Linked DNA regions of Ovis aries: region 1 is linked to region 2. A link is a contact called in public Hi-C data. All regions are on one chromosome and are shown on one strand. Each heading gives the region's core, a stretch centred on a gene start, on an enhancer-like site or on the middle of the called end of the contact. The rest is flanking DNA. Distances are from core to core; before and after follow the strand shown.

Evidence for each region. A called contact is a pair of places that touch in the nucleus more often than the background predicts.
Region 1: a Hi-C map of hypothalamus shows a contact between it and region 2, with 4 times the contacts expected there. The contact joins the promoter of PEX10 here to the promoter of MMEL1 in region 2. A contact is called at or near these places in 5 of 16 Hi-C or Micro-C datasets (blood, hypothalamus, liver and 2 more).

What each region holds. Positions count from the first base shown.
Region 1 is chr12:49,745,548-49,752,260 of ARS-UI_Ramb_v3.0, forward strand. PEX10 (peroxisomal biogenesis factor 10) reads left to right here and starts at 1,396. Exons shown (of 6, transcript XM_027975744.3): 1 at 1,396-1,606; 2 at 2,546-2,626; 3 at 2,980-3,380; 4 at 4,557-4,732; 5 at 4,829-4,964; 6 at 5,689-6,713. The coding sequence starts at 1,495. The coding sequence ends at 5,757.
Region 2 is chr12:49,576,716-49,582,809 of ARS-UI_Ramb_v3.0, forward strand. MMEL1 (membrane metalloendopeptidase like 1) reads left to right here and starts at 2,184. Exons shown (of 22, transcript XM_042257377.2): 1 at 2,184-2,390. The coding sequence starts at 2,237.

The DNA of each region.
Region 1 (6,713 bases), core at 146-2,645, 170 kb after region 2:
CAGTAGCAGGAGGGACTGTGGGACCACCCAGGTCCTGTCTCCTCCCTCTAGGTGGGGCCTGCCTGCACCTGGTGGAGCCCGACGAGACCTGAGTCTGTCCCCAGGCTGGCTCCGTGCAGCTGAGCTGTGCTGCCTGGGCACATACCAACATTCATGTGGGAGCAAAAGTGAGGCAGGAGCTGCAACCCATCTCAGCCCACACCCTCCCAGCCAAAGTCAGGGCCCTGGTGGTTCCCCTACCCCCTCGGGTCACATGCCTCCTTTCTCTCCTACCCCTTAGGTCCGAAAGGACAAGGCCCTCTGGTCCTTGTGGCGCGTCCCTACAACCCCCTCCACTGAGGCACACATACAACTGAGGCACACATACAGACACTTTGATGCTGCAGTCCATGGGGACAAAAAGAGTCGGACACAACCGAGTCATTGAACTGATGGCCTGCTCACTTCTCAAGTGACTCAGTGGTAAAGAATCTGCCTGCTAATGCAGGAGACACAGGAGACTGGTTTGATCCCTCAGTGGCGAAGATCCCCTGGAGGAGGAAATGGCAACCCACTCCAGCATTCTTGTCTGGAGTATTCCATGGACAGAGGAGCCTGGCGGGTGACAGTCCATGGGGTGGCAAAGAGTTGGACAGACTGAGCAAGCACACACACACACACAACCTGCTCCAGACCCAGAGCCCTTAGGACACCCCAACTGCCTCCTCTCACTGCCCTCTCCCCAGGCCCCTCACTGGGCCCTGAACTGCAGCTCAAGTCCAGCTGTAGCCTGTGCCTGGGCATCGGGATCCCCTCTGGTGCGTGGCCTCCCAGTCTCCCCACCCCCCACCCCTCACCCCTGCGGCCCTCTTTGGTCCCTGCTCTGAGAGAAGCTGAGAGGAGTCGGGGGTCTGCACGTGTGGGTCAGCCGCTAGTATAAACACCGAGGTTCAAGAATCCGCGCTCCCTGCCCTCTCCCGGGCCCCAGAGCTCCTTTCCTGGGCCCACAGGCGGGTCGCAAGTATTAGAACTCAGGGGCGCCAGCGCCCCTCAGAGAGAACTGCAGGGAGCGGGGAGACCACAGCCCACCTTACTTCCGGCCCCGGGGGCGGCCAAGTGCCCCACCAAGGGGAGTCAGCACCTGCTGTGGCTCTGACTCCTCTCCCAGTTTCTGGGGGCCGTCCCCGCGGTCACTTCCCACACTGTGCCGCTCACCAGTCCCCGGCTCACCCGCCCCCTTCACCCGCCCCCTCCACCCGCCCCCTTCACCCGCCCCCTTCACCCGCCCCCTCCAGCCCTGCGTCCGCACCCTGGGCCAGGTTCGCGCCGCTCGGACCGCGCCGCTGTCAACCCCGCCCCGCCCCAGGCCCCGCCCTCAGTGACGCGCAAGGTCTGCGCCGCACGCCGAGCCCAGTTGTCATCTGGCGCCGCCTCGTGGGCGTGGCTATCTGGGTGCCTCCGTCGCCTCCCTGTACCCCGGTCCCCAAGATCCCCGCGGCCCTGCGACCCTTGACCATGGCTTCCGCGGCCGCCAGCCCGCCGGAGGTGGTCCGCGCGGCGCAGAAGGACGACTACTACCGCGGCGGGCTGCGGAGCGCGGCGGGCGGCGCCCTGCACAACCTGGCAGGTGAGGGCCGCTGCAGGGGTCTTGGGGGCCGTACGGGCCGTGGGGGCGCGAGGCGGGAAAACGAGCCCCAGGCCCGCCGGTCAGCCCTCTGCAGGCTCGGCCTAACCCTGCGCGCCCCGCGAGACCTGAGCTGAAGGAAGGAGCGGATGCTCCGGTCTTTGACCCCTGCTGCAGAGGGCGAGGGCGGAGGCCAGGCACCAGGCGCAGAAGAATTCACGGCTCTGCTGACACGAGGCTACCGTGGAGCAGGGTCGTTGGAGTACAGTGTAGGGGCAAGAGGGTGGGGTAGATTCCAGCCGACAGCGGGCTCCTTCGGAGCAGCTGAAGGGAAGCTGGACTGTACACTGGGGTCGGGTGGCCATGGGCCGGCCTTGGGCAAGAGAGGAACACGACAGGATCAAAACAAATGGCCCGTGTATTAATTTTGCTAACAGGTTCACTTACTCCATGCCAGACACTGCTCTCCGTGCTTCAGAACATTAACTCGTTTTGTTAACACATGCCTGCCTGGAGGACCTGTTGCCATTACCCTCCTCAGAGACAGAAAAATGGGGATCACAGAGATATAACTCACCTGAGCTCACAGCCAGCAGTGTGGGAGCTCCGGTTTGATGCTGGTCAGTGGTCTTGGCTTGAGCTCCCGGTCACTGTGTTACACTGCCTGTCCTTGTGGTTCTCTAGGTTCTAGAGCAGTTGCCTAGGTGGATCCTGGAGGGGGCATGGCTGCAGGTGGGTAGGTTCTCAGGACACTCAGGGCCCAGGCGAGGCAGGTGTCAATGGAAAGAGTGAACAGCGTGAGAGTCCAGGGAGCGCGAGCAGAGTGTGGGGAGCGAGTCAGGGGCTCGCTGAGCCTGGGCAGCAGGAGCGAGGATTGTTCTGACCCTCATGCCCCACGGCCCCCAGCCCCTCAGGAATAACGCATACAGTTTCTCCTCTCAGGTGCGAAGAAGTGGCTGGAGTGGAGGAGAGAGGTAGAGCTGGTGTCAGATCTCGCCTACTTCAGCCTCACCACACTAGCAGGTAGCGGCCACAGTGCAACCTCCCGAGGGGCCCTGAGGACAGGAAAGGACTGCCTGCAGAGGGAGCTTTCTGGAGGTGCTTCACAGTGTCCCTCAACTGGCCCGCATGCAGCCTCTATGAAGGAAGGGACCCAGACCCCTCCCTAGGTGGGGCCCAGGCCCTGAGTCCAGGCCAGGCCTCTGGAAGCCCTGAGGTTCCCTGTCACATCTGTCTAGGACTGTTTCTCTGCAGCTGAACCTGTGGCCCGAGGGGTCCCAGCACTGTGCCCTGCCACAGGGTGTGGGCTGTGAGGATCATCCTTCGGAGGGGAGGTGGGGGCCCGGTAGAGATCACTGAGGCCCCTCTCCCTGCAGGCTACCAGACCCTTGGGGAGGAATACGTCAGCATCGTGCAGGTGGGCCCATCACAGCGCCACGTGCCCTCAAAGCTGCGACGCGGGGTCCTGGTTGCGCTGCACACCGTCCTGCCCTACCTGCTGGATAAGGCCCTGCTCCACCTGGAGCACGAGCTGCAGGCTGCCGGCGACAGCGCTTGGCCCTTGCGGGGCAGCCTGGCCCCCAGCAGCCAGTCAGGGGTGAGGCGCTGGGTGCACCGGCGCATGGCCGGCCTGACAGAACAGCAGCAGGGGGTGCTCCTGCGGGCCATGTCAGTGCTCAGGCAGGGCCTCGGGTGCCTCCAGCGTCTCCACGTGGCCTGGTTCTACATCCACGGTGTCTTCTACCACCTGGCCAAGAGGTTCACGGGCATCACCTACGTAAGTAACAGGTCTGGCTTGTCTGTGGAGGCTGTTCTTCGGGGACTATGCCCACAAGCAGTCACAGGGCCGGAGCTGAAATCCCCACTGGAAGCATGGGTCTTGTCGGGTCCTGTTTTACTAAAAGACCGGAGGAAGTTTGGTTTCCAAATACCCTGATGAGGGTGGGGTGAGCCTTTTTTCCACTGCCAGCACCTGTGGCCACGTTGCTGTATACCCGGGCTCCTGGGCCCTATGCCCACCCCATCCAGGCCATCCTTACAGAGGGTCAGGTTTGGGGCCATCCCCCTGAGGATGACCCAATAACAACCACATGGACCCTGTTGCCACCAGCATCCCTGCTAGCCTCCCACCTGGGGAGGTCTGATGGTCTCTCTAGACCTGGTGGTCTCCGCCCATCACAGGGACTCCAACCCTGCTGGGTCTCAGCTGATGCCCTGGCTTCAGAGTTCATCCAGAAGGCCTCCCCTTGGGCCCCACCTCCCCAAGGTCTCCAGGCTCTCCCCCACCCCCTGGCCTCCCTTGGCAGGGGTGTCCAGCGCCTCTGCGCCTCCTCCTCCCAGCTCCAGTGCTCACTGCACCCGCACTACCCGTTGTGTCAGGTGTCTGTCGAGCTGCTGCAACCCACTCAGGGCCTCGGGGCAGCCACGGGGTCTCTTGCTCCGCAGACACCAGGGCCCCACCTCTTGGGCTCCGGCTGGTCTGGCTAACCTGACAGTCCCTGCTCCCAGCTAGGAAAGGAGACAGCAGTGGAGGGCAAGCAGCTTTCCATTGGAGGATGTGGCTGGGAGTCCCAGCCTGCAGAGAGTCACCTGGGCAGCCCAGGGCCTTGATACAAGCAGGAGCTTCTGTTTCCGAATGGGGATGAGTAGTGGATCTGCCATGCAGGGCTCGCCTGCCGTCCGCAGGGCTCCCCCGCTCAGGCCTCTTTGCTGGTTCCTTTTCTGTGAGGCTTGAGTGCCTAGCAGTCCCCTTCCTACGATGCCTTGCTTGCAACCAGTGACCTGCAGGCTCCCATCGCCATCCTCGTTGCTCAGTGCTGGGCCCACCAGGCACTCCTGCCCGCTCCCGCAGCCAGAGGCAGGCTTGGCTTAATCCCACCTGAAGGCCAGGCCCTTGGGCTGCTCAGTGCCTCACGCCCTCTGACCATGTGACTATCCCCTGGGTCCCTGACAGCTCCGTGTCCGCCGCCCACTCGCAGAGGACCCTCGCGTTCGCGCCAGCTACCAGCTGCTGGGGCTGGTGTCCCTGCTGCACCTGGCGCTGGCTGTGGGCCTGCAGCTCTACGGCTTCCAGCAGAGGCAGCGCGCCCGGAGGGAGTGGAGGCTACAGCGCGGCCTGTCCCACCGCAGGTGTGTGGGATAGGGCAGGGGCGCAGGGCAGGGGCTGGCTCCGCAGGTGCCCGGCGGGACTCCAGCTCAGTTGTCCCATCTACCCACTCCCACCAGGAGCCATGCGGAGGAAAGAGCAGTTTCCAGAAACCCACTGTGCACACTGTGCTTGGAGGAACGCAGGCATTCGACGGCCACGCCCTGTGGTCACCTGTTCTGCTGGGAGTGTATCACCCACTGGGGCGACACCAAGGTGGGCGTCTGGAGCATTCCTGTCCCCAAAACCGCCTGTCATTTGGGGGAGGGGCGTGCTTCTAGAAGCCTCCAGGTAGGCTGGACCCGGGGCAACATCTGGAGTCAGGGCACTGCACTGGTGGAAGCTGGCGAAGCTCCGACCCAAAAAGAAAGGCCCTAGAGTCCTGGGGCCAAAGCTCAGCCTTGAGACCTTGGAGTGTGGGGTCCAGCAAGCCAGGGGGCCAGAGCAGGGGACTTAGCTCGTAGGCCTGTAACGGTTCCAGGGAGGGGCAGCCCCTGGGCCCCCGTGTACCTCCCCATCTCTTCTGGGGGCCTGAGGCCCAGCCTGCCTGGTTCCTCAGCCCACAGGGCCCCAGGGGCAGAGGTGCTACAGCCTCCTCCTGGGGTCCAGGCCGCCCTGCAGAAGCCCCAGGAGCACAGGCACTGCCTCCCACACGGCCCATGTGGGGCATGTGCCCTCACAGGGGGGACCCAGTCCCGAGGGGTGGGGACAGGACACCAGTTCACACCCCGGAACTCCTGAGAGACTCCGGGTGGCCATGGTCTTTTAATGGCCAAGCACTCTCCCCATCCCACATCTCCTCACTGGTCACTGTCCCTGTCATGCGCCCCGACTGCCTGCAGTGTCTCTCAAAATGCTTTCTCTAAGAGACACGGGTACATCCATTTTATTGGAGATGCTGTGCTGGGTGGCCTGTGACTGTTCCCCCCCCCGTCCCCAGACGGAGTGTCCCCTCTGCAGGGAGAAGTTCCTCCCCCAGAAGCTGGTCTACCTGCGGCACTACCGCTGACCCCTTGCTGGAAGAGCAGTCTTATTCTCATCGACTTCTGCACAGACATCGAGAAAATCTCAAGACTTCTGTCACGAGTGATACCATGCCAGCTGCCACGAGGATGGGCACCGGACCTGGACTTGGACCTGGCTAATGCAGGCCTGCAGGGCAGGCTGGGTGGGGACCTGCTGGGCAGCCAGTCCACCCTCAGAACGCCCCTCCCTTCCCCAAACCACTCACTCATAGGGTGGGGCCTGACTGACCTGGAGCCAAGCACCAGCAGTTTACCTTCCCAGCATGATAGTCCTGCAGCCCAGAAGACCCACGGACCTCACCCTTGTCACTGGAGCTGGCTTTGGAGGGCAGGAGCACAACTGTTCCCAGAAAGCCAGAAGTTGTCATCAACCCTAACACCTCTGGCACATGCCTTCTAGTGAATGGTCAAGTCTGCTTCCCATTCTAGAACACGGCAGTGTATGTTCCGGCCTTACCACAGGAGGGGTCTCCTCCCGCGTGGAGCACCTAGCGGGCCAGCCAGCTTGCCATCACCACTCACCACTGTGGCCAGCCTGCTTCCTGCCACTTTGGTTATCTTCAGATTTTTAGATCTGCTCAAATCCTGCAGACTGGATTTTGGCATAGGCATCCTTACAGCACCAATTCCACAGGAGTGCTGGTGTGCTGACGCTGTGAGGGGTGCACACACCCATGTGGAAGGGCCTCTTCTCCACGTGACTTGGTGGCCAAGGCCCTCCTCAAGAGGTGGAGGTCAGCCCCAGAGATGGGCTGTGACCACGGGCCCCGCTCCAGGCAGGCAGGAGCACAGGAGGAGGCTCCGTGGGTCCTAAACCCCGTCCTCACACGGTCAACGAGTGGCTGCAACTTCCCGTCGTCTCACATCAGTGCGCTTACCGGGACAACAGTATGAAACAGTCGAGAGCACAGGCGCTGCAGGCGCCACGGCCTGGCAACAG
Region 2 (6,094 bases), core at 934-3,433:
GCCTGGCCTTCCTTCCCAGGAGCCCTGTGGCCCCTTTGAACCCAGGGGACAGCAAAGATGGATGAAAGGCAGGAGGTGGGACCCTCAGCCTCGAGGGACTTCACTCACTCAGCAGGAAGCCTAGAGTCCCCAGAGCAGCTCTTGGCCCCTCCCCCACACCAAACCCAGATGGAACTTGCCCACTGTGAGCAGGAGGGGGTCCACCTCCAGAGAATCCATGCTCGCATCACAAAGGAGGCCAGAAGCCTGGAGCCACTGTCTCCCACCCCTGGGCACCCTCCTGACTCAGCCTTCTGAGACATGTCTGTGGTGGCCGTCCTGAGTGACCCAAAGGTGAGCCGAGCGAGGGGCCTTCCTGCCAGGCCAGCTTTCCTGGGCAGCACAGCCAGGAGAGCACCCTCCAAGCACCACCCCATTGCCCAGGCCCCAGACAAGCCGCCCAGCACAGCCCCTCAGCTCCTGTGAGGACCCCTGTCTGCCCAGCTGGCCACAGAGGCCTGAAGATGCCATGACTGTGCCTCCAGGGAGGTTGGGTCCCCAGCTTCTCCCCTTGTTGGTACCTGGCTTTGTCCTCAGTCCTCAGTGAGAGTTTTTACTGTATGCCTACCTTTGTTATGCGGAGTCCCCTGGAGTCAGCAGGACACAGTGAAGTGGACTAACTGAGTGATGAGGAAATTCATTAGATCTGATCAGAGAAGATGCTGGCAAAACCAGGGCCACAGGGGCTAAGTTGGGCTCAGATCAGTCAGCCTGACTCATCCTTTCGTTCATTTATTCAAGTCAGTGGATGCCTCCACAGTCATGGGCACCCACCTAGGTCCTGAGGACCAGGTAGAAGGAGCCCTGTGATCCCCACACTGACACCGCCAATGGGGAGGTGGACAATGGGAATAGAAATAAGGACTGTAGAGGCTGAACCACAGATGAGGTGGTGAAGCAGTTCAGGTCTGGGCTTGGGCCAGACCGGGGGAGGCCTGGCTAAGGGGACCACAAACAAGGACTTCCAGAAGGGGAGGGGTGCAGAGAGAAGTGATGGAAGCCTGGCTGCTCCTCCCTGGTTGGGTTGTGTGGCAGTGATGTCAGAGGGCTGAGAGACCCACCCCCCACCCCTCACCCCTCAGTGAGTCTGGATACGTGTTGGCATTGAGAACAGCTAACCCAGTCATGGGCAACCTCGGGCCACGCTTACCTGCCAGCAGGCGAGACTGGGTCTGTCCTCTGTGCTGGTGTAGACTGGGCCCCAGCCCCGACATCAGGAGCATGAGCTCACGTGAGGACTGAAGCTGGGAGGGCAGCCCACTCTCCCCAGGGACCCAGGCACCTTTCTCGGTCAGGGCCCTGAGTGCCAGCAACAGAGGTGTGCACATGAGCACACACACACATACACCCAGGGGCATGCGCACATGTGTACATGCACATGTGCAGGTTCACACGCTCATCCCATGCAGTCACACACATGTGCATCCACACGTACGCTCACATGCACAGGGGACTCATGCAGCCCTCTGTGAACTGTCCTCACTGACCCGGGCAGTGCACCCTCTCGTGCCCACAGCTGCAGCCCCGGGTGTCCTCCATGCTGCTCGGAGCCTGGCCGTCACCACCTGGCCGGCTGGAGAAGGCGTCCCCTCTGTAGTGACAGGGTGGGGGGACAACTGCTGAAGCTGCCCTGCCGTGTCCTGTCTTGGCTTGCCTGGCCACCGCAGTCACCCTCGCCTCCCCCTAGACCCCTTGGGCTCCAGGCAGGAACAGTGAGCAGGGAGCCCAGTGGCCCAATCCACCTCCCAGAGGGTGTCCCTGATGCAGGGGGGCCCACAGCTCCAGGACATCCCTGCAAATCAGGACAAGAGCCCCAGGCAGGATCCGCTGCAGAAGCCCCTTGACATCTTGGGAGCTGGGTCTCCTGGGTCCTGCGTGCCCACCCCAAGCTGTGAGCTGAGGGACCCCAGACCAATCTCTGCCCTAAAGCAGACTTTGAGAGGCCAACCTCAAAAAGGGACTGCCAACGGGCCAGGGCCGGGCCTGCTCCACTCAGACTCGCTGGGAAAGGGAGGAGAGCCCTCAGGCGCAGGACCTGGGATGGAGAAAAGGGCCGAGCACCCTCCAGCCTCGGGCAGGGCCTCCCTAGCGCCACACCCAGCCCCCGCTGCCCTGACGCCCCACCCCGGGTGGACGCCGCCCCTGCCTTGGCCTTGGGGCTCCTCCGCTGTGCGGTTTCCCCGTCTAGAGACTTGCGATGGGCAAGCCCGAGAGCCCAGTGGGGATGGTGGAGATCGCCGGCCGCTCGGGGCAGAAGCACCGAGGCTTCCTGGAGGCGGGGCTGCTGCTGCTGCTGCTCCTGGTGACCGGCGCCCTGGTCACCCTGGGCCTCCTCTACGCCGACAGCAGAGGTGAGTGGGGGCGCCCCCTTCCCCCGGACGGGCCACCGGCACCCTGCTCACCGCGCTTGTCCGCACCCGACCTCCGGAAGGTCTGCGCGCCCGCCCACTCGGAGGAGCCCGCCTGGCGAGCAGGGCAGGCGGGGTCTGCGCGGGGCACCGGGGGCGGCCCGGCTGTGGTATAGCCTGGTGATGAGGGGCACTGACCTGTGGGGACCGGGGACCCTTCTGGAAGGCTCTGCCCAGGCGCGGGCTGGCACCAGGCTGGTTCTGACTCGGTGGGCCTCTGCCGGACTCCAGAGAAGCTGTAGACCCTGTCCCCAGCCCCATCTGCGAGCCCCCTCCCCTCCGCTGCCGCACAGAGCGCTGCAGTTCCCGGCCGGCCCAGCAGCAGGAGCCCGCGCTCCAGCACTCGCGGCGCAGCATCCTCCGGCCGCCGCGCTCACCTGCCGCCTCCCTGGCTGCCGCCCGCAGGGACCTCGCTGGGATCCTCCTCCCCCGCCGCTGACGGCCCGGGTTCCCCGGCCTCATGGCGTCTCAGGCTCTGCTTTTCAAACCTTGGTGGGGAGGGTGGGAGCAGGCTGGGGTCCTAGGGAAGTGGGGGAGCGAGAGCGCCCTGCTGGAACACCCCCACTGACAGAGCCCAAACTGTCCCTTCCTGGGGTCACAAGGCATGGGAAACAAGGGGAGGCGCTCACGTGTCTGCACCTGGGCACCAGGTAGCCCAGGTCAAACCCTGGGGTGTGAACTGTCCTCACTGGAGCACCTTGCTCCCCCAAGGGGCATGTGCAATGGGTGGACACCAACTGGGAGGTGCTCTAGGTTCCTCCTGCAGGCGGGTGGGTGGGCAGCGGGCTCAGGACTCAGGAGGATCTGCAGGAAAAGACACCCTCTCCACCACCACCCCAGCATCCTCAACAATAGGCCAGTGGCAGTCTTTGTACTAGAATGTTCCTTCACTGACTGGAGCCACCTGCATTGCTATGGGACCACCCAGACATTGCTGGCCAGCACTGTTTCTCTGAACCAGGAGTGGGCGCCACCCCCAGATGTAGTGGGCATTCCCCCTCCCCCCAGGGCTGCTCCTGCCTGACTGGGTGCCCGGCTGCACCCTGCCAGCTGCTTCGGTCTCTGGCCACCCTGGGTCTTCTGTCAGGGTGGATGGGCACTGCATGACAGATCTCTCAGAGAGACCCCAGGGAACTCTGTTCACAGCTACTGGGCTGCAGAAACCCAGCTGAGGGGCTTCCTGGGGACTGGGCTGACCCCACCCCATCCCAGTCCTCATCTAGGCAGTACTGAGAAGTGTGAGCCCACCCTGACTGCAACAGCCATCCCTTCTCCTCCTGGTTCCCTAAATACAAGTGGGGTCTCTGCCAGGGCTCCTGTGTCCTCCCCTACCCCCACAAATGACCCATAGCCAGTCTCTGCCTCAGGTCCTGATAGAGCCTGTGGAAGGGTTTATATGCTGTGTTATTGCTTATTCTTAAGTACTTTCTCATCCACTTTTTTTTTTTTTCTTTTCGTTGATTCATGAATTACTTGGAAATCTCTCTTTTAAATTTCTAGATGGATGGAGATTTTTTTCTTAGTTGCCTTTTGTAATTGGACTCTAACTTAATTGAATTGTCATCAGAAACCATGGTTTACGTGATACTGATTCATTGGTATTTGCTGAGACTTGCTTTACGACCAATACAAGGTCAGTTTTATAAATAATCCACGTGTGATACGGAATACATCCAATCATAATTAGGTGAAAGTGGAGACACAGATGAGGCTTAGTACATCTATTAGGTCAATCAAATCTATATATTTGTTTCTTTCCATTTTCTTGATCTTTTAATTATTGAAAGATGTGTGTACTAAAACTTAGCCCTAGAGAACTTTCCACTTTCCTTGTAGTTATGTCAAGTATTAAATTGCCTGTTTTAAGACCCTCTGTGCTGTGTGCTATGTAACATCAGCCATGTCCAACTCTGTGCAACCCCATGGACTTTAGCCCGCCAGGCTCCTCTGTCCATGGGATTCTCCAGGCAAGAACACCAGAGTGGATTGCCATTCCCTTCTTCAGGGGATCTTCCCAACCCAGGGATCGAACGCAAGTCTCTTCCATCTCCTGCACTGGCAGACTACGTTAAGGAAATTCCCTGACAGTCCTGTGGTTAGGACTCCATGCTTTCAGCACCAAGGGCATGGCCAAAAACAAGCTACATTATTATATGGATGCAAATTTAGAATCAGTGTATCTTCACTCAGTGTAATGGTGTGAGTGAAAGTCACTCAGCCGTGTCAGACTCTTTGCCACCCCACGGACTATACAGTCCATGGAATTCTCTAGGCCAGAATACTGGAATGGGAAGCCTTTGCCTTCTCCAGGAGATCTTCCCAACCCAGAGATCAAACCCAGGTCTCCCACATTGCAGGCAGATTCTTTAACAGCTGAGCCACAAGCCAAGTCTGTATAATGGTGTAGTGCCCCTTTATGTCTTAATGTGCCTTTTGCCTTAATATGTTTTGTTTTCAATTCTGTCTCATCTGATCTGGGTTAGCATTTGCTCTCTATTTCCTCCATTCTTTTTCTTTGGAATTTTGTCTCTTTAGCCCTACATGTGTGTCTTTTGGAACCGTGTATTTTGTGTGGATTTTGGTCCCTATCTTCTGCCTGGAGGATTTTGTCTCAGTCTATTCACACAAAAACATGTTTTTTTCTGTTGTGTTCTTCTGTGCTTCGATGCCTTTTTTCTTTTTTCTCACCTTCTTTTGGATTGGGCTATTATGTTTCACTCCATTTTACCTCAACTAGCTTGCAAGTTTTATATTTCTAATCCTTTTAAAGGTTATCTCAGATTTTTTCATTTTAATATGTTTTTCAAAAGTTATAGATAAGGCTCTTTCATAAAAGCAACTTTTTAAAATAAAATTTACAGTAGCAAATACAGTCCCAGGCCTATACTCCTGCCCATCCTGGAATTATGCTCCTCAGAAGTTGTCATATTCGTTGTCTAGTACAGAGGTTGGATACCTCTGGCCCATTGCTTGTTTTCCTAAATAAAGTTTTATTGGAACACAGCAGTGTCCATTCACTTGGATATTGCCTGTGGATGTTTTCATGCTACAAGAGCTAAATCGAGTAGGTGAGACAGAGTCTGTATGTGACTCACAAAGGCTAAAATATTTATCCGGCCTTTTACAGAAAAATACTGCCAACCCCTGGACTGGAATGTCTAAACTTCATCTCTGGACTCTTCTCTCTTTATTGTCATTGCTAGATCACAGAGAGGCACTATAAGGTTGTGGTTAATACCCAGGCTCCAAAGTCTGACAGGCTTGTGGGCTTGCCAGCCTCCCCAGATCCCAGCTATGTGACCTTGGAGGGTTTTCATCACACCTTTGTGCTTCAGTTTCTTTATCTGTAAAATGGAACATAACATAGTTAGAGGCTTACTTGAGGGTTCAATGATTTAATACTTCAAAAACACTTAGAAAAATGTCTATCATGATATTATGATCAGATTTTGTAATAGAAAGTTAGATTTGTCATTGATCCTCTATCAGTATTATTATTGACATCCCAAATGGGAGGCAGATTTGGCTCCTTAAGCCACCCAAGCTTCTACGGTCCCAGTATAGCTACATCATTGCCTTTGATAAATCCATACTCATCACTACATAGTTCTACTGAGTGAATATTTTTCATAGCTGAGCTATGAAGA